Regions from separate parts of the Mus musculus genome. Here all the other regions are linked to region 2. Evidence: chromatin contacts called from public promoter capture Hi-C data. All regions are on one chromosome and are shown on one strand. Each heading gives the region's core, a stretch centred on a gene start, on an enhancer-like site or on the middle of the called end of the contact. The rest is flanking DNA. Distances are from core to core; before and after follow the strand shown. Region 1 holds the start of Faim (Fas apoptotic inhibitory molecule). Region 2 holds the start of Dipk2a (divergent protein kinase domain 2A). Region 3 holds the start of Cep70 (centrosomal protein 70). Region 4 holds the start of Pik3cb (phosphatidylinositol-4,5-bisphosphate 3-kinase catalytic subunit beta). Region 5 holds the start of Nmnat3 (nicotinamide nucleotide adenylyltransferase 3). Region 6 holds the start of Morf4l1 (mortality factor 4 like 1).

The links. Promoter capture Hi-C pulls out the DNA fragments that hold promoters and counts their contacts.
Region 1: a promoter capture Hi-C map of erythroid cells shows a contact between it and region 2, with 5 times the contacts expected there. The contact joins the promoter of Faim here to the promoter of Dipk2a in region 2. A contact is called at or near these places in 2 of 39 promoter capture datasets (erythroid cells and pre-B cells).
Region 3: a promoter capture Hi-C map of erythroid cells shows a contact between it and region 2, with 13 times the contacts expected there. The contact joins the promoter of Cep70 here to the promoter of Dipk2a in region 2. A contact is called at or near these places in 1 of 39 promoter capture datasets (erythroid cells) and 2 of 484 Hi-C or Micro-C datasets (CD4 T cells and CD8 T cells).
Region 4: a promoter capture Hi-C map of erythroid cells shows a contact between it and region 2, with 52 times the contacts expected there. The contact joins the promoter of Pik3cb here to the promoter of Dipk2a in region 2. A contact is called at or near these places in 2 of 39 promoter capture datasets (erythroid cells and pre-B cells) and 1 of 484 Hi-C or Micro-C datasets (CD4 T cells).
Region 5: a promoter capture Hi-C map of erythroid cells shows a contact between it and region 2, with 17 times the contacts expected there. The contact joins the promoter of Nmnat3 here to the promoter of Dipk2a in region 2. A contact is called at or near these places in 1 of 39 promoter capture datasets (erythroid cells) and 1 of 484 Hi-C or Micro-C datasets (rod photoreceptor).
Region 6: a promoter capture Hi-C map of pre-B cells shows a contact between it and region 2. The contact joins the promoter of Morf4l1 here to the promoter of Dipk2a in region 2. A contact is called at or near these places in 3 of 39 promoter capture datasets (cranial neural crest, erythroid cells and pre-B cells).

Annotation. Positions count from the first base shown.
Region 1 is chr9:98,985,112-98,987,811 of GRCm38.p6, forward strand. Faim (Fas apoptotic inhibitory molecule) reads left to right here and starts at 1,262. Exons shown (of 5, transcript NM_011810.3): 1 at 1,262-1,401.
Region 2 is chr9:94,536,655-94,539,354 of GRCm38.p6, forward strand. It overlaps Dipk2a (divergent protein kinase domain 2A), which reads right to left and starts at 1,427. Exons shown (of 3, transcript NM_001033145.2): 1 at 565-1,427. The coding sequence starts at 1,221.
Region 3 is chr9:99,241,937-99,244,636 of GRCm38.p6, forward strand. It overlaps Cep70 (centrosomal protein 70), which reads left to right and starts at 1,405. Exons shown (of 18, transcript NM_023873.4): 1 at 1,405-1,554.
Region 4 is chr9:99,138,799-99,141,498 of GRCm38.p6, forward strand. It overlaps Pik3cb (phosphatidylinositol-4,5-bisphosphate 3-kinase catalytic subunit beta), which reads right to left and starts at 1,413. Exons shown (of 24, transcript NM_029094.3): 1 at 1,193-1,413. It also overlaps the pseudogene Gm2773.
Region 5 is chr9:98,295,312-98,298,071 of GRCm38.p6, forward strand. It overlaps Nmnat3 (nicotinamide nucleotide adenylyltransferase 3), which reads left to right and starts at 1,259. Exons shown (of 5, transcript NM_144533.3): 1 at 1,259-1,669. Gm46126 (a long non-coding RNA gene) reads right to left here. Exons shown (of 2, transcript XR_001779264.2): 2 at 1,886-2,068.
Region 6 is chr9:90,113,565-90,116,311 of GRCm38.p6, forward strand. Morf4l1 (mortality factor 4 like 1) reads right to left here and starts at 1,256. Exons shown (of 12, transcript NM_024431.3): 1 at 972-1,256. The coding sequence starts at 1,011.

The sequences.
Region 1 (2,700 bases), core at 12-2,511, 4.4 Mb after region 2:
TCCTACTTGAACATTTCACCAATAATTGAAAAACACCATTTGGCATTTTAAAAATCTATTCATAGAAACTCTTTTATGTAAGGGGTACAATGTGTCTGCCATCTGTTTTGTCCAGTTCTCTCCCATTTGTCTATTCTTTTCTTTAAAAAAAATTTATTGCCATGACAGTCAGAAATTTCAGAATATTAAGTAGACCAGTGTTCTTTAATGTTGCAGATACCGTGCCTGAAACTTCTGCTTCATTAAATTTTACTACTTTAGTTTTTTGAAACAAGGCTTAGTTATAAAGCTTAGGGTAGCCTGGAACTTGCAATCCTCCTGTTTCAACCTCCTGAGGGCTGGGTAGATAGGCATGGTGATCCAAGCACTGGGGAGACTGAGGCAGGAGGGTCTGGAATCCAAGTGTGAGGCTCTTATGAATTACGTAGTGAGATTCTCTTAAATATCAACTAAACAGGCACAAACACTCCCAAATTAAATCTTTATCAGACTTAAAAAAAATCTCTCATTGGTTCGTTCCCTTTATATAAATGAAACTGTAGATTCTATCCGACATTACTTACTTACCTGTTTGTCTGAGACTTTACAATAGCATTAGGGACAATTCAGTGGTTGTGTGTTTGTACATATGTATTATATACACTAAAAATAATTTACATAACCCACGACCTCACCCAGGATAACTAAACGCCCTATTATATTATTGAACTCTATACTCTTTCCCTAAGGTTTGTCTGTCAGTAAGTGAAATTCAAACATCTCACTAAAGGAAGAAGTATATATAAAATAGGGAGACAAGGCGAGCAAAAACCTCTGGGCTAGGTGTAAGGCTCGGCAGCCAAACGACCCCTGTGGTCGTACAGAGGGTTTCAAAGGCTGGACTCTTCCACCTAAAATGACCGTTCTTATAGCAGAGAATGGAAGGCCGGCAGGGCAGTGGGAACAAAGGGTCTCAGCGGACGAGTTGCCTCTCCCGGAGGTGCGGGTTATCCGGAAGGCTACAAAAGCTGCTGTCAGACCTGCACAACAAACAAGAAAGTGACACCCACAGGGCCTAGGGGCAGCAGCGGCGCAGCAGGGCGCACCGCAGAGCGCTCAACTGTGCACAAGGGCGCAGAGCGGCGCACAGCAGGAGCAGGATTGGCCCCAAAGCGGAGGGTAGGCGGGGCCTATGGAGGCGGACACCGGGAATTGGTTTTCGCGCGGAGCGTGGGCGGAGCCTCTGAAAAGGGCTCTCGCACTCGCGCAGGCGCAGTAGGGCAGTGGGCGGGGTCTCGTTGAGCCCGGAAGGCAGTAGGAGGCTGGGCGCCCGGCATGCGGGTGCTGGAGCCCGGTGGGCGCGGCCGCGAGAGCTGCTGACTACGTCGTGGGATCGGGAGCCGGTGGCGGCGCGCGGAGCAGGTGAGCGCGGGAGACGGTGCTGGCAGCTTCGGCGGGCGCTTCCAGCTCGGCCTGGCCGAGCGGGCTCCGAGATGCGTGGTGCCCAGGCCTCGGTCGGCAGACAGCAAGCCGCAGTGTGGGCTCAGGGCAAGAGGCCCCGGAAAGAAGGGGTGTGGGGCGGCCACCCGAAGCTGCGGACCCTCCGGTGCCTCGGCGCAGTATTCGTGGCGCGGTCCGGAGTTCTCGGGCTTCGGACGTGTCCGAGTCTCGGTGCCGCTCCTGACTGCGTCCCAGGCGGCCCTTGGCCCAAATACCCCGGAGAGGTACCTACAAGTACCTACCTACACGTACCTCCAGGGGTTGTAGGAGGCCGAGCTAACCTCGCTCGGTGGTCGGGAGCTCTTGAGAGCAGCTCACTGCAGCATCCTTGCTGGCTGTGGCTACTTCCTTCGTGGAGGTTGGCTTTAGGGACAGATTTATTCCTGAATCGCTCTAGTGTTGCAATAAGCTCAACTCGAGTTGCTTAATGAAGGAGCCTGTTATCTTACAGCGGGCAGAGTGGGATTCTATAGTCTCTTCCTAGAATTCTGTTGTTTTTCTCATGCAAAGGCTGACTTGGAGACCTGTCTCAGGTATAGAATGAATTGGTTCAATGAAACCCAGCGAAATTACGCTGTACTCAAGGTGGAAGATGGTGGGACAGGTAACTTGAGTTGTTTTGCTGTTTAACCATCTAACGTTGCATTCAATCTGTCACCTGTAACAGCGAGTAAACACAAGTCTGAAAATTTGAAAATTGCCTTGTACTGCAACCAATGCTCATGTAAATGTCATTGTGGGCGGTGTTAGTGTCTGGTGACGTCATCATAATTAGATTAGATAAGCACCGTTTCTGAAATACCGAATGGATTTTGGAAATACAGTATATAGTAAAATCATCGTTAGTGATCTGGGGGTTGTTATTCCATATAAGGTTTTCTGCTAAAAGCAGACCTGTGCAGGTCATGGTGAGGCTTAGGACAGAGTGGTGGGGTCAGAACACAGGTGTGAAACAAGTGGTAATATGAAGGTATAATAACAAGGTATAATATGAATTATATTGATCACAACCAAAGTAAATTAAGAAAAAACCCTGTTGGGCCAAGAGAGCAACTCCAATGAGCTTTGAAAGTACTGAACTTGAAGTGTGTAAGATCACAAGCCACAAGACTGTTGGAACTTCCGGTCAAACACACAAACAAAAAAACAAACTTGTAGTGGAATCCCAAAGCAGGACCCTTGCAGAGGTGTTTTGAACATGTTCTTAAATGTTATATGAGA
Region 2 (2,700 bases), core at 177-2,676:
GCAAATAAGTCAGTTGGGCTAGAGGCCAAAACCCTTTTCCTTAGATCCTAGCTCCAACCTAAAAAAAAAAAAAAAAAACACTTTAATTCCTTCCTTAACCGGATTACCATATGACTAGGGCAGGCCACAGCATCAGGATGCAAAAGTCCGTCTTGGCCTTTAGCCTTCCCAGCCCAAATCTAACTCTTTCCCCCATTTCCTAGCTTCTAATTCCACGCAAAGCACGAGTCACGAATTAGCTCCCTTCACTTTACCACCACCCCACTCTCTGATCTCATCTTTCCCACCTGGTCCCAGAACTAGCTGATTGACTAACAGGGAGATGATCTAAGAAATAAAACAAAGACAGACTCGGGGAAGTTAGGCTAGCCAGGCGGGACAGCAAAGGACGTGTGCCCAGGGTGCCCAAGTCCTCGGAAAGAGGTACAAGGGCTCGCTATCGCACTGACACTGGCATCCAGACTGGGACGAGCGGGAGGGCGGAAGGAAACTCGCGAAGAGGCATTTTGGGAGAGTTGGGGACGCACTCCCTCTGGCGTCGAAGAGCCCCGCGCCCGCGCCTACCTGTAGCACCAGCGGCTCGGGGTTGAAGGCCAGGGTGAGCAGCAGCTGCATGCGCTCGGAGTCCTTGAGGTTACGCAGCAGGAAACTGCCCGAGTCCTTGGTCTCCGCGTAGCGGCGCACCAGGCGGTCCAGCAGGCGCTGCGAGGGGCAGTGCACCAGGTCCGACCAACCCTCCACCGCCTCCGGCGTGAGCAGCCGCACGTCGCCGTTGAGACGCGCGAACTCGGTGCGGGGCATGGCCTGGAGCAGGTCGCAGCGCGGCCGGCCGGTGGCCCGCTTGCAGATGCTCTGGTCGAGCTGCGCCAGCTCGCGCTGCGAACCCAGGCGCTTGAGCACCACGCGCCGGCGGCCGCCCTCGCGGGGCTCGCCGTACTGCGCGAAGTACACGTTCTTCACGTTGAGGAAGTCCAGCAGGCGCAGGCGGCCCCACGTCTCGAAGCCCACCTGGCCGTTGAGGAAACGGCGGCACCAGCTCGTGCCGAAGCACGCCGGGCACTTATTGAGCTGCAGGAAGCGCCGGTCGGCGAGCTCGTTGCGCTGCCAGGAGGCGAGCAGCGACGGCGAGTGCAGCAGCATCAGCACCAACAGGCTGCCGAGCGCCGCCAGCTTCAGTGCACGGGACAGGCGGCCCAGCTTCAGGGGCACCAGGCGCCACATCCCGCCCGCGCGCGGCAGCGGCCGGGGCCGGGGCGGGCGAGCGCACCCCGCCGGGCCGCCCCACGGCGCCGAGGCCCGCGGCGCAGACGGAGGGCGGCAGCGAAGGAACCCGAGGACGGGCTGCGCCGGCCGAGCGCGGCGACTTCCCGATCGGCTGTCTCCACAACTCCCGGTGCCCTCCTCCGAGCTCCCCGCCCTCCGACTCCGCGGGCGCCGCCTCCTTGCCCGCCAAGTTATAGAGGCGCGGGGAGGGGGGGGGGGAGGAGGGAGCGCGGGAGCCGCGGTCGCGCGCACGCGCACTCCCGCCCGGGACGCTTGAGCTGCGCCTTGCTGGGTCCCGGGCGAGCAGCGCGCGCGGGGGCGAGTGAGGAGTCCCGGACGCCTCACACTCGAGAAGCTACGGTGCGAGGAGGGGAGGAGAGGATGCGGCGGGGCCCCCACGCGCGGGCACGCCCGAGAGCGAGGGGCGGGGCCGGGGGCGGGGCGAGCGCGCCCCCGGGAAGCGTCAGCGCGAGCTCGCGGGGAGGCGGTGGAGAGGGTGGGTGGAGGGCGCGCCCGGGAGGGCGGAGCTCGCCAGCTCCGCCACCGGAGACCTTCAGTAACGGCTACTCTGGGGTGACTGTCGGGCTACACAGGCGCCCCGGAGGCCTTTGTGGGAAGGTCATTGGAAGGGAGAGGGCGGAGGCAAGCGGGAGCAGAGAGGCCCATCCTGGGAGCGGGAGGAGGTGGGGCCGAAGCCTGGGGGCGGGGCTGGAGTGGGGCCGGGCCAGGTCCTGGGGGCGGGGCCTGGCCGCCCGCTCCGGGCCTTATATGGTGTGGCGCGCGCTTGTTCTTTTGACTGGCGGGACCTCTGGGTCGCGCGCTTTGTGCCGCCGTAGGGCCTGCGGGCAGACAGTGGGCCAGCGGTTAGGGACCGGAATGCCGCTGCAGGGCTGGCGATGTATCTGCGGAGGCTGAGTTACGGTTTCGCTGAGTGAGCACTGGCGGGATGAGGTCCTTCCTCACCGGCGCCGCCCGCCGGGTCCCCGAGGAGCCCGGTTCCCCCATGCTTCACAGGCTGGGCCCAGGCCTGCCTTGCGGCCAGGACGCGTTGCTGTGGCGATGACCCCAGGGAGCCAGGCCGTCAGGTGCCGCACCTGTGCGGTCTAACCAGCTCCTAACAGCAGACTGCGGAAATAACCTGGCCTAACGCGCGTGGGGTTAAGTTTTAGAAGGTCTGGGATCTTCAGCAGTAACTTCAAAATATGTTCTATTAGAATACTTTTTTTTTCTTTAACTTTTAGCACTCCTGTGATTGTTGGTCGAGTGGATAGCTAGCTAATTCCTGGTCGCTGTTAAATATACTTTTACTGCGCTGATTTTTAGAGGTCAAACAGGAAAATCATAGTAAGTAGTAACGGGTATGCAAAGAGTAACTACTGAGACAGTGAGACTTATCTATACAAGATCGTGAATCACTTTCCCGAATTTTCTGTATTT
Region 3 (2,700 bases), core at 155-2,654, 4.7 Mb after region 2:
AAAGGTAAGCAGTTAGATTGTCTTAGGAAGCTGAAAATGAAAATCTGTCAGCTCCGTAGTGTGAATATCCAGATATAGAAAGGGAAGGAAGGGGCCATGAGGGGGAATAGAGGGATTGGGATGTGTTTGCAGAGAACACACACAGTTTAGACTCACTGTGTGCCTAAACGTGGGCTTGAGAGCAGTACTCTCTTAAGAGATGTGCCCTTGGACCACCCAGAGAGAGTCACTTTAGTTGATGTATTAGGGTCACTAAGACCCTGATGGGACTTGCATTTCCCAAGTCCTTCTGGAAATGCCTGTTGTCAATACCGCCACCGTGTGGCTGTAAGTTGCAAGGACAACGATGGTAGATTCCTGAAAACTCGAGGTCATCCTTTAGACTGCGAACATGATTTTTTTTCCCTTACATATTTTGGATTTCTTAACCCACTTTTGGTTTTTGAAAAGAGTGGAGAAGGACCTTCGTTTTATTTTTTTCCTTGAGCCAAGGCCTCCTGTAGCTTCCGGTGGTCTTGACTTTTGCTATAAAGCCAGGGATGACCTTGAACTCCTGATCTGCCTGTACCTCCTAAATTCTGGAATTACAGGCACGTGTCAGCTCGCCTGTCTTAGGCCGTGTTGAAGAATCAAACCCAAGGGCTTCCCGGACGCTGAATTCTACCAACTGATCTACATCTCCAGTCCCTCTTCCCCACCAGGTTTAGAATCAGTCTTAATTATTTCTCAGCGGACAGTTGGTTCTCCCTCCTGGCTATACATTAGAATCACTTCGGGGAACCATATAAACTCTGGACGTGTGGGCCCCACTTTAGAGATCTTGACTTAATTAACCTGGAGGCCCATAGATCGTTTTCAAGGCTTTTCAGCTTATCTAAAGTTGAAGCAAGAGTTGTGCCTCATGTCCTTATGTAATCTTTTATCTCTGTAGCCACAAACCCTTTATTAACCAGTCTTATCAGTGTCTAACAGGAGCCCAAACTGCCTATCTAGACTGAGCTTCGTCAGGCAGGCATCTCAGTTCTTCGTAGACCTTTGAAAATATTCAAGGAGAAGGTGAAATGTTATCAAGAAATGCTTATTGGGGTTGCCCCGTGCAGACAGTTCCTGAAAAAGGCTCGCAGTCAGGGCGTGAGGGGGAGCTGTAGGGAGCGCAGGCATCCAGTGATAATAAGGCAGCCCCGGCCTCACTTTCACTTGCAACCGCAAATGTGTGTATTTCTAGCTTCTCGGGGATCAAAGAAACACCATGGTGACTGAGCGACTATCAGGCGGAGCGTCCAGGAAGTGTCAAAGCGCCTGCTACAAAGTAGCCGCAGCAAGTCCGGGTCCGGTGGGAGTGGAGGCGGGAAGAAGCCCCGCCCCGTGGGCGGAGCTAACGATAGAGCGCGGCGTGGACCCGCCTTCCCGGCGCGCCAGGTGGTGTTGTCCCGCCCCGCTGGGAGGCCATCGACTGCGTCAGTTCGATTGGTCAGCCTGGCTGCGCTAACGGTCGCGTAGGCGGGGCTTAGGCCGCGGGGGCGAGCGCGGTGGAAGCCACGGGCTGTGACCGAGGTGAGTGGCGCTTGGGGTCGCCGAGGACTTTACGTGGGCCCCCTTCAGGTGCACGCCCAAAGGTGGCTTCTCCGGAATCCGGAGCGTCCCACTCACCAGCCAGGGCCCTCAGAATGGAGTCGCCCCGGCTCCTACGCGCTAGCTAGGAAATGCGCGTGCAGGTGTGGGCGTGGACCTCCCTGCGGGGAGCCCGCCCGTCGCTTTGTGTCCCTCGCTCCTCACTCAACCTCTTCTCCCAGCCGAGTGTTGAAGGTGTGCGACCTGGTAGAGGAAGCAGGAACTGAGCTTAGACTCCTACATGGAATCGGCTGGGTTCCGGGCTAGCTCCAGTTCTCTTTGCGGCGCTGTCAGGTGATAGCGATTTGGAGCCAAGTGGGAGATCGCGGAGTAAAGGGTAGGCGAGTACCCCTCCTGTCAGACTCATTACAAATTTAAGGACTCCGCCTTTATGTGGGTCCACGTTGATTAATGTGAAAAACACAGCAAAGCCTAATCAAGGTTCCCACTATTATCAACTAATCAATAATTGTTCACGCCACGGTGCAGACGTAGAGAAAGAGGACAACCTTGGGCGTCGGTCATTGCCTCTACCTTGTTTGAGACAAGGTCTTTTGTTTTTCTGCATACTGTAGGGGATGGAGGGGAGAGCTGCAGAGTCCGATCTCCCTACAGGAGGCCCGGGGTTACAGAATTCTCGCCTCCTGTGGATTCTGAGGATTGCTTCTCAAGCTTTCTTGGGACAAGTGCCTTTACCCACTGAGCTGTCTCTCTAGCCTGCCACTTTATTTTGTAATCATATCAGCGCTGCAGGCATTGGTTTCAATCTTGTGCATTGCATGGATTTTTGTAAATAGTAAATAGCTAGTAAATGGTAAACCGTGAAGAGCAAGTTGCAATGTTGTTGGAATTGAATTGTTGATTCACGTTAAGGCAAGGTTTCATGCAGGCCGTCTGAGGACGACATTGAATTCCTGATCCTCCAACCTCTGAAATGCTGGGGTTACAGCTAAACACCACCACACCCAGCTATTATATTTATGGGGGTTTTGTTTTTTTTTTTTTTTTGTTTTTGTTTTTTGTTTTTTGAGGCAAGATTTCTTTATGTAGCCTTGGCTGTCCTGGAACTAGCTCTCTAGACCCAGCTCA
Region 4 (2,700 bases), core at 163-2,662, 4.6 Mb after region 2:
AGCCAGCCTAGTCTATAGAGTGAGTTCCAGACCACTGAGGACTAACACCGCAAAGTTCTGTCTCAAAAGATCCATAACACCGCAAGGTTCTGTCTCAAAAGATCCAAAACAAAATAAAACAAAACAAAACAAAAAAACTTACAAAGCAGTACCAAGACCCGCAAGTGATAATGAACTCCTGGAAACTCAGACTCCTTGGAGATTTCATTACGACTGGTATTCCCAAACATCCATTCAGCACTTCAGAATAAATACTCATCTAATTTAATTATGATGACTTCACCAGACAGTAAGTAACACTGCCCACAACGATGTTTACAAAAGCACTTGTCACTCCCTTCGGATGTAGCAATGCAGGAAAAAAGGAGTATGTTTCCATACTCTTCCTGTGTTTATACTCTGTAACAAGTGACAATTTAAGTGTCACTTCAGATGGGTTAAATACCAAAGTAAGTCAGGTAACATGTCCCACCACCATCTTCCACGTTGTGTAAACTCTGATTCTGATAGGATTCTTAGCACTAATTCACTCCGTACCCAAGACAGGTTTCCAAGTCAGCCTTTCCAAGAGAGAAACTACAGAATTCTAGGAAGAGACTACAGAATCCTACTCTGGCCGCTGTAAGATAACAGGCTCCTTCGTTAAGCAACTCGAGTTGAGCTTATTGCAACACTAGAGCGGTTCGGAAATAAATTTGCCCCCAATACCAACCTCTAGGAAGGAACAAGCCAGAGCCAGCAAGGATGCTGCAGTGAGCGACTCCCAAAAGCTCCCGTCCACCGAGCACTTACAGCGAGGTTAGCACGGCCTCCCGCAATCCCGGGAGGTGAGTATTCACAGTTCCCGCTTCACGTCTCCTCGGGGTATTTCAGCCAAGGCCGCGCGGGACGGGTTAGCCGCAGCACCGGGACTCTGACCGGTCTGAAACCGGAGAGCCCGGAATCGTGCGGTGAACGCTGCGCCGAAACACCTGAGGGTCCGCAGCCGCCGGGCGTCCGCACCGACACCGGCTGGGCCGTGCCGCGCCCGCTCTCTCTGTGGTCGCCCACCGGGCGCCCTCCGCTGCTCGGTGTCCGCCGCCCGAGGCCTGGGCGCCGCGTACCTCGGAGCCCGCGCTCCCGCGGCCGAGCCCGGCAGGAAGCGCCCGCCCGAGCCGCCAGCGCCGCAGCCCGCGCCGCCTCCCGCGCTCACCTGCCCCGCGCGCCGCCACCGGCTCCCGATCCCGCAGCGCCGTCAGCAGCTCCCGCAGCCGTGCCCGCCTGGCTCCGACACCCGCATGCCCCGCTCCCAGTCTCTTGCTGCCTTCGGGGCTCAGCGCGACACCCGCCCACCGCCCACGACCATGGCCGGCTCCGTCGCAGCCGCTGCACCGCCCGACGGAGCACGCGCGCGCCACCGCCGTGCCCGCGCCTGCGCGAGCGCGCGCGCGAGCCTCCCGGGCTCTCCTCCCCGCTGCCCGGCCCCGCCCACCCTCTAGGGCCAATCCCCCGACGCCCGCCTCCAGGCAGCCCCGCCCACTCACCGCGCAAGCCCCGCCCCTCGAGGGGAGGCAGCACCAGCCTCGCCCTGTGCGGCTGTCGGTGCCGCGTTCCTACTGCGCTGCCGGCGCGCTGGGGTTGGCTCGCAGAGCACTGCGGTGTCTGCAGCCCCCAGCTCGCCGCCTTCGGGAAAACCTGCACCTCCCGGTTCCGCTTCTCCGCAGACTCCCCTTTGTTCCCACGGCCCAGCTGGCCTTCCATTCCCTGCGATGTGAACGATCATTTAGATGTAAAGAGTCCAGCCTTTGAAACACTTCTGTGTTCGTCTCTGCACCACCGCAGCTGACGTTTGGCTGCCAAACCTTACACTTCGCCCAGCGCTTTTTTTTTTTTTTCTCGCCTCTGTCTCCCTGCTGTCGGGAAATTTCATGGCTCTTTAGTGAGACGCTTGAATTTCACTTACTGTCAGCCAAACCTTGGGCGCGGCGGATAGAGCTCAGCGGTAGGGCACTCACATAGCCTAAGAGGTCCTGCGTGGGATACTTGTAGTCTTTTTGTTTACATATAGTAAACCTACTGTAACCTAACGCCACTCTAACAATTCAAGCAAATACTTAAGTAGTCTAGGATAGAATCTACAAGTAGAAGGAAAATGAGACAAGGTGTCAAAACAATAGTTTGATTCTGCGGATGTAACTAAGTGATTTAAAAAAAAAAAAAAATCAAGCGTGGTGGCTAATGCCTATAAAGCTCTGCATTCAGGACCAGAAGGCAGGTGCATTGCCAGGCCAGCTAGGTTACTTCCTGAGTTGCAGACTAGGCAAAGCTGCATAGCAGGGACCCTGTCTCAAAAAAAAAACAAAAACAAAAACAAAAAACAGAGGTTAACCTATTTCACCATGCTTGTACAAGTTTGGGGTTTCTACAAGTAATTTTATGTGGAGCTTTTGAGGCTTCAGCCCATTGCCAGTGGGACATTAAATGCTTAACCCAACTGTGAAGCCCAGGTCTTTTCAGATGTCTAATGAATAGAATTCCCCTTAATATTTAGCGAGCTCACAGCCAGAAATGTCAGTAAAGGACCTTCACACGTTGATCCTCGACCCTTGTACCAAGCTTCTTCCTTCCCCTCCACCACAAGGTCAGTCTCATGTCCACCACAGAAGCAAAAGTATCTTGCACTAGACTAGCAATGGCTTTCTGACCAAGCAGAAAGGGTTG
Region 5 (2,760 bases), core at 9-2,508, 3.8 Mb after region 2:
CTATCGTGCTGCTTGAACCTCCTCCAAAGCCATCGAGGTAGAGGGTTGTTTCTACTGATTACAGGGAAGGAAACTGAAACCTGAGTAGGTAAAGCTGCTTGCTTGGGGTCACTTTATGGAGGTGCATTGTACCCTAAGTTTCCCAGAAGAAACGCAAAGGGCACAGGGTCTACTGCCTGAGTGGGGAGGTATCTTTTCCCTGGTTTCTTAGTGGGGCTACCTGTGTGCCCACATACTGATTAATGGCAAAGGTGTGGCCCTTCCTAAGAGCCTGGGAATATCATGGGAGACTGGGGATAGAAACTGGGTCCAGAGCTAGCTCTCCACCCAGGAGTTGATTTATCACTGTGGCTAGGAGGAGGGGGGAGCTTAAATGTTTAGCATTCACAAGCCTTGACATCACCCTTGATTTTTCCCCCCACCCTGCAACTCACTCCATTAGGATTGACAGGCCACGGTGAAGCTTCTTGTGAGGGCTGGGCAGTTATAGAGGGTTATGGGAGGCTGAGAAACTACTCTGCATTAGCGAGGCAAATTAAGGTTCTAAATTACACAAAGACCTCCGGGAGTAGGTCCTGAATCTCCAAGGATTCGGTTGCAATTTCTTAGTATGAATGAATATACTTGCCAGAAAGTCCTAATTGTATTTTCTTTCTAAAATAGCCCCCATTTTCCCCTCCCCCAAACTGTGCCAGCTTCAGAACCCCATCCCCCCACAACCTTTATCCTCACCAAGGCAGAGCTGGAGAATAGAGGTGTAAATGTGTCAGAAGAGGGAAGCAGGGGCCCAGGAAGAGTAAATCCTCATCTAACATGGCAGAAAGTCAATAGATAAATCAAGAAATCGCTATGTAAGCTCTTTTTCTTTCTTTCTTTCTTTTTTTTTTTTTTTTTTTTTTTTTTTGCGACAAAAAGTGACCATCCAAGGAAGGGACTGATGAAAAAGGGCTCTAGGTAGAGCAGAACAGGAGGGGCTTGTTTCTTTCATTGTAAGTAGCTATTTTATACTTTAAGAACTGTTCATACATTGCTTGATATGGTTTTAATTCAGGCTTTTAAAAACCAGAGTGAAAGTTAGATGAAAGAAACAAACAGAATACAAAACTAAAAAAAAAAGTAAAAAATGAAAACACAGAGCAGAAAGGCCACAGATGACAATCTACTGAGGACCTGAAGAGCGGGGGCGGGGCACGGGGCGTGGTCTTAGGTCGCTGAGGGGGCGGGGCAAAGCTCCGCTCTGTCTCCCGGGAGTTCCGCCCACAGCAGGAAGCTGGGAGCGCAAGGTCAAGTTCACTCGCGGCTCCGCCCCCAGCCTGGGTCAAGACTAGTTAGTCTTAGGGCGATCTGCGGGGTGACCCATCCTGGTCGAGCAGCAGATCCGCGGTCCCTGTTGACTCTGAGCGGAGCCCCGCGACGCGCAGGTAAGCACAGCCAGCGACCTTGGCTGCCTGCTTCGCCCGCGTGGGTGTCCACGAAGCCTTGAGTCCCCGCGTACCTACCAGGCCCACGTGACTCTCGGGGGCGGCGACTCGGGCGCGCGCGCGCACGACAGAGTCAGATGGCTGTGGAGCGCAGAACCACGCTAGCCCCACGGTCACTTTTCTGACCGATTGGCTCGAGCTGACACGGGTTCGGATCCCCCCTGCAGCACGTTTACAGTCAGTTAAAAGTAAGTGTGTGACAATTACAGCGTATTGTTCAGTGTTCTCTTTCTATTGGCCTAAGTGGGGTTCCAGCGATTGTCACGTGTAGCGTGCTGCCCCGCAGAGCACAGACTAGCGAGGAGACCTCCAGCAAAGGCAAACCACACACATTAAAGTATGACAGTTCAAATTAGTAGGAGCTGTGGAGATAATTTTTAAGATAAGTAAATAAAAGCGCAGGGTGCTGGAGAAGTTTTATTACGTTTCCCGTCAGCAAAACCTGCTGGAGCTAAAGCTACCCCGTGAATGACGGAATTCCAGACATAAAGTAAGGCTTGGGAAGGAGGTTCCCTTGGGATCGTCCTGCAGAGAGCTGGTGCCTGCGAGTTCCTGTCCTAGTTAGTCGACGTCAACAAGTGAGTCATCTGGAAAGAGAGAACTTGGAGTTTTTAAATGCCACCATTAGACTAACCTGACCAAAAGGGTGTGGGGGCATTTTCTTGATTACTGATGTATGTAGGAGGGCTCAGCCCACAGTGGGGGATTCCACCACACCCTTTCCCACGTCCCCCACCCCAGTGGTGGTCCTTAGTTGTAATAGGCTGAGCAAGCCTTGGAGAACAAGCCAGGAAGCAGTGGTCCTCCATGGCCTCAGCTTCAGCCCCTGCCTGGATTTCTATCATTAATGGGACTGTGACGTTGGGAGAGCAAGGCAAATAAAGGCTTCCTACCCGAGTTGCTTTTGATCAGGGCATTTGCCTCGGCAGTTTCTTAAGCCACTGTTCTAAGATGGGACTGCTTGTACTACCAGGAAATGGGTTTGTGGGAAGCAGCTGCCAGAGCTGTTCAGACAGCAGCGGGCACAGCAGGGGTGAAGGTATCTCTGCTCCTCAAGACTGAACTTGAGGTGTCTGTCTCAGAGTAAGCTTCCCCCCCCCCCCCCCCCGCCTTAGTACATTCCCCTCTGACAGATGAGTAAACTCTCACAATACAGCCTGTTCTCTAAGTTGAGGACTGGTTTAACCATTTTTTGGAAACACTTGGCTCATGCCTTTCCCTTGACACTAAGGGTTAGGAGAAGCCAGATACAAGACCTGCTCTCCTGGAGCCTGTGCAA
Region 6 (2,747 bases), core at 6-2,505, 4.4 Mb before region 2:
GTTAGCTTTCAAATCGCCATTAAAATCGAATACTACTACAACCAGTCAAGCAACTACTGTATTTAAAAATGACAAAGAGGCCATGCATCTCAAGATGGAAACGCCCTAAGGAGGAACTAAAAACTGTTTCCACGAGAACCGCTCGGCAGAGCACAGAGTACTTAAAGGGCCCTGGCGCACAGCTCCAAAAACAGCAAAACGATGCCCTCAGGCAACAGCAAGCCTAGGAACTCGCTCGGGCGGCTCCAGTTTTATTTTTTTTTCTGTCCCCACCCATCACTCAGAGGCAAGAGGAGGAACTGGTCTGCGCGTGATCGCCGTGCCAGGGGGCGCTGCATCTGGCCCGAAGCTGCGTGTAAGCTGCGAGACGCCGGCAGCCATGATGGCGCGGCCATCTTGCCGCGGCCATCTTACAACGCAGTTCTCCCGCCGCGGGGCGCACAGCCCACCCCCCATCCCCTGTCCTCCCAACAGCAGAACTCCACACAACGCCGAGACAGAGCCGCTCGTTTGTCCAACAGCCTCGAACCTTCGGCCCACAGTCGCCCGCGCGGCCCGCGGCCGAGAGCTAAGCGGGGAGGATGCGCTGCCGCTGCTCCCCTCCCCCACGCCACATCACCTCCCAACCGTCGCCGTCGCCATCGCTCACCCGCCCGCCGGGCACCTCCCTTCAATAGACTTTCTCCGCTCTCGGAAAAACAAACAAACAAGCGCCGAGGCTCTGCCACACGCACGGAGATGCCCTCGGCCCTGGCCGTGGCCGGGGGCTCGCTTTCGCGCCACCGAGCACTGTCGCGGATGACGCACTGAGATTACCCTCCGCAGTGCGCCTTTCCCCCTTACAAAGCAAGGCCTGCACGGTTTCCCCCGGCCGCAAGCCCCGCCGACCCCGACCCCCAAACCTCCAGCGCCCTGAGTCAGCCTCTCTCCCGTGCACCGTTAGATGCCTCTCCCCAAAGCGGCACACTCACCCTCCTGGAATTTCGGCTTAGGGTCCTGCTTGGGCGCCATTTATAAGTGATTCGCCGCCTCCTCCTTCTCCCACCACCCCCGACTACCGCCCCCTACTCTCTACCCCACCCAACTCAGCGTCAGACGCGCCGTCGGCCACAGCCAGCTCTACATCCTGGGCGCGATTTGCCAGCGCCGCCTGACCTCACAGCACCGCGACCCGCGCAGCCGCCGCCTCAGCCAACGGCTAACCGCTACGCACACAAGCCTGCGCCCGTGCCGCCCAGAGGCATGCCGGGATTGGTAGTTCGACCTCGGATGACGCCAGCAGGGTGGGGGAGGGGAGTGGGAGACAATTGCCCCCCCCCCACGCCCGCGATCCACCACCGCCCCTGTCCCCAACCCCAGCCCTCTAAGTATCCAGACCCCAGAGGCTTGTTAAAACCCAGATTTTTATTTTCTGTAGGTGACAAAGAGGAAGGAATAAGTAAATCACTAGCTAGTGACGAAAGGATGGGAAAAACTCAAGGGGGGCAGATGCTTAGATAGGAAATGAAGCCAGGTAAATGTGGTGGGGTGTTGAAGTGGCCTGAGGACAGGACTGTCTCTGCAGCCTGAGTTCCACGGCATCACCAGGACTTGGCCTAGGAGAGCGCTGGAAGCCAGAAATGAAGCTAGATGCGAGTGAGAAGGTGATCCTCTCCAGAAGCTTCGGTGTCTAGAAAGCCATGCCCTGTTTGAGGGAGTTGGGGGTTGGGAGGGGGTGGGGGTCCGGTTCCCATGACTATTTGTAGATTGCAGCTTCTGACTCTTGAAGTACTTAGTCTCACTAAAGGGGGCAAACCTGGATTGCTGTCAAAGTCAAGGTTCCATACTTAACCCCTTTGTACCATCTTTTGCCATCTTATTTCTTTGGGGTAGTATTGGATGTATACTCAAAAAAAAAAAAACCCAACCCACAACAACAACAAAACCTCTCTTCACATTGTTCCTATGTTCAAAAACTCCTTAATGTACTCTGCTGTGAAATAACACTGTACCCCTGTACCCACTAAATTACATGAATTGCACACAAAGGATCAGAGCTGTTAATTAGGGAGATAAGTCAGAAAACAGTCACCCTGATATTTGAAGCCCTTCCACACTTTGTAGCTACCTAATTATCCTAGGCAAACCTTTATGTCAAAGCCTTTTCTCTTTTCAACAGAGTCTTACTAAATATATTTAACCCTGGCTTGCCTGGAACTGGCTATATAGACTGAGAGGACCATGAACTCACAGTGTCTAGCTCCTGAAACTCTGTCTCTATTTTTTTTTCAGTTATTTTTTTTTTTTTTTTTTTTTTTGAGACCAAGTTTCTCTGTGTAGCCCTGGCTGTCCTGGAACTAGCTCTGTAGACCAGGCTAGCCAAAACTCAAACATTTACCTGCCTCTGCCTCCCAAGTGCTGGATTTAGAGGTATGCACCACCAAACCTGGTTCTGATGTACTTTAAACTACTTTGTGAAAAGTTTTCTCAGGTTACATTTCAACCAGCAAGTTGAGGATACCTGTTTTCCCACATCCTTGCCACACATGTTATTTCCACTCTCTGATTTTAAATCAACAGAAGTATGTTGTGCAGAAGAAGCTAGGTATAAGAGTGAACATTTTCATCATTGATTCAAAATCAGGACAGCAGCCAGGCAGTGGTGGCACATGCCTTTAATCCCATCACTTGAGAGGCAGGCAGATTTCTGAGTTTGAGGCCAGCCTGGTCTACAGAGTGAGTTCCAGGACAGCCAGGACTACACAGAG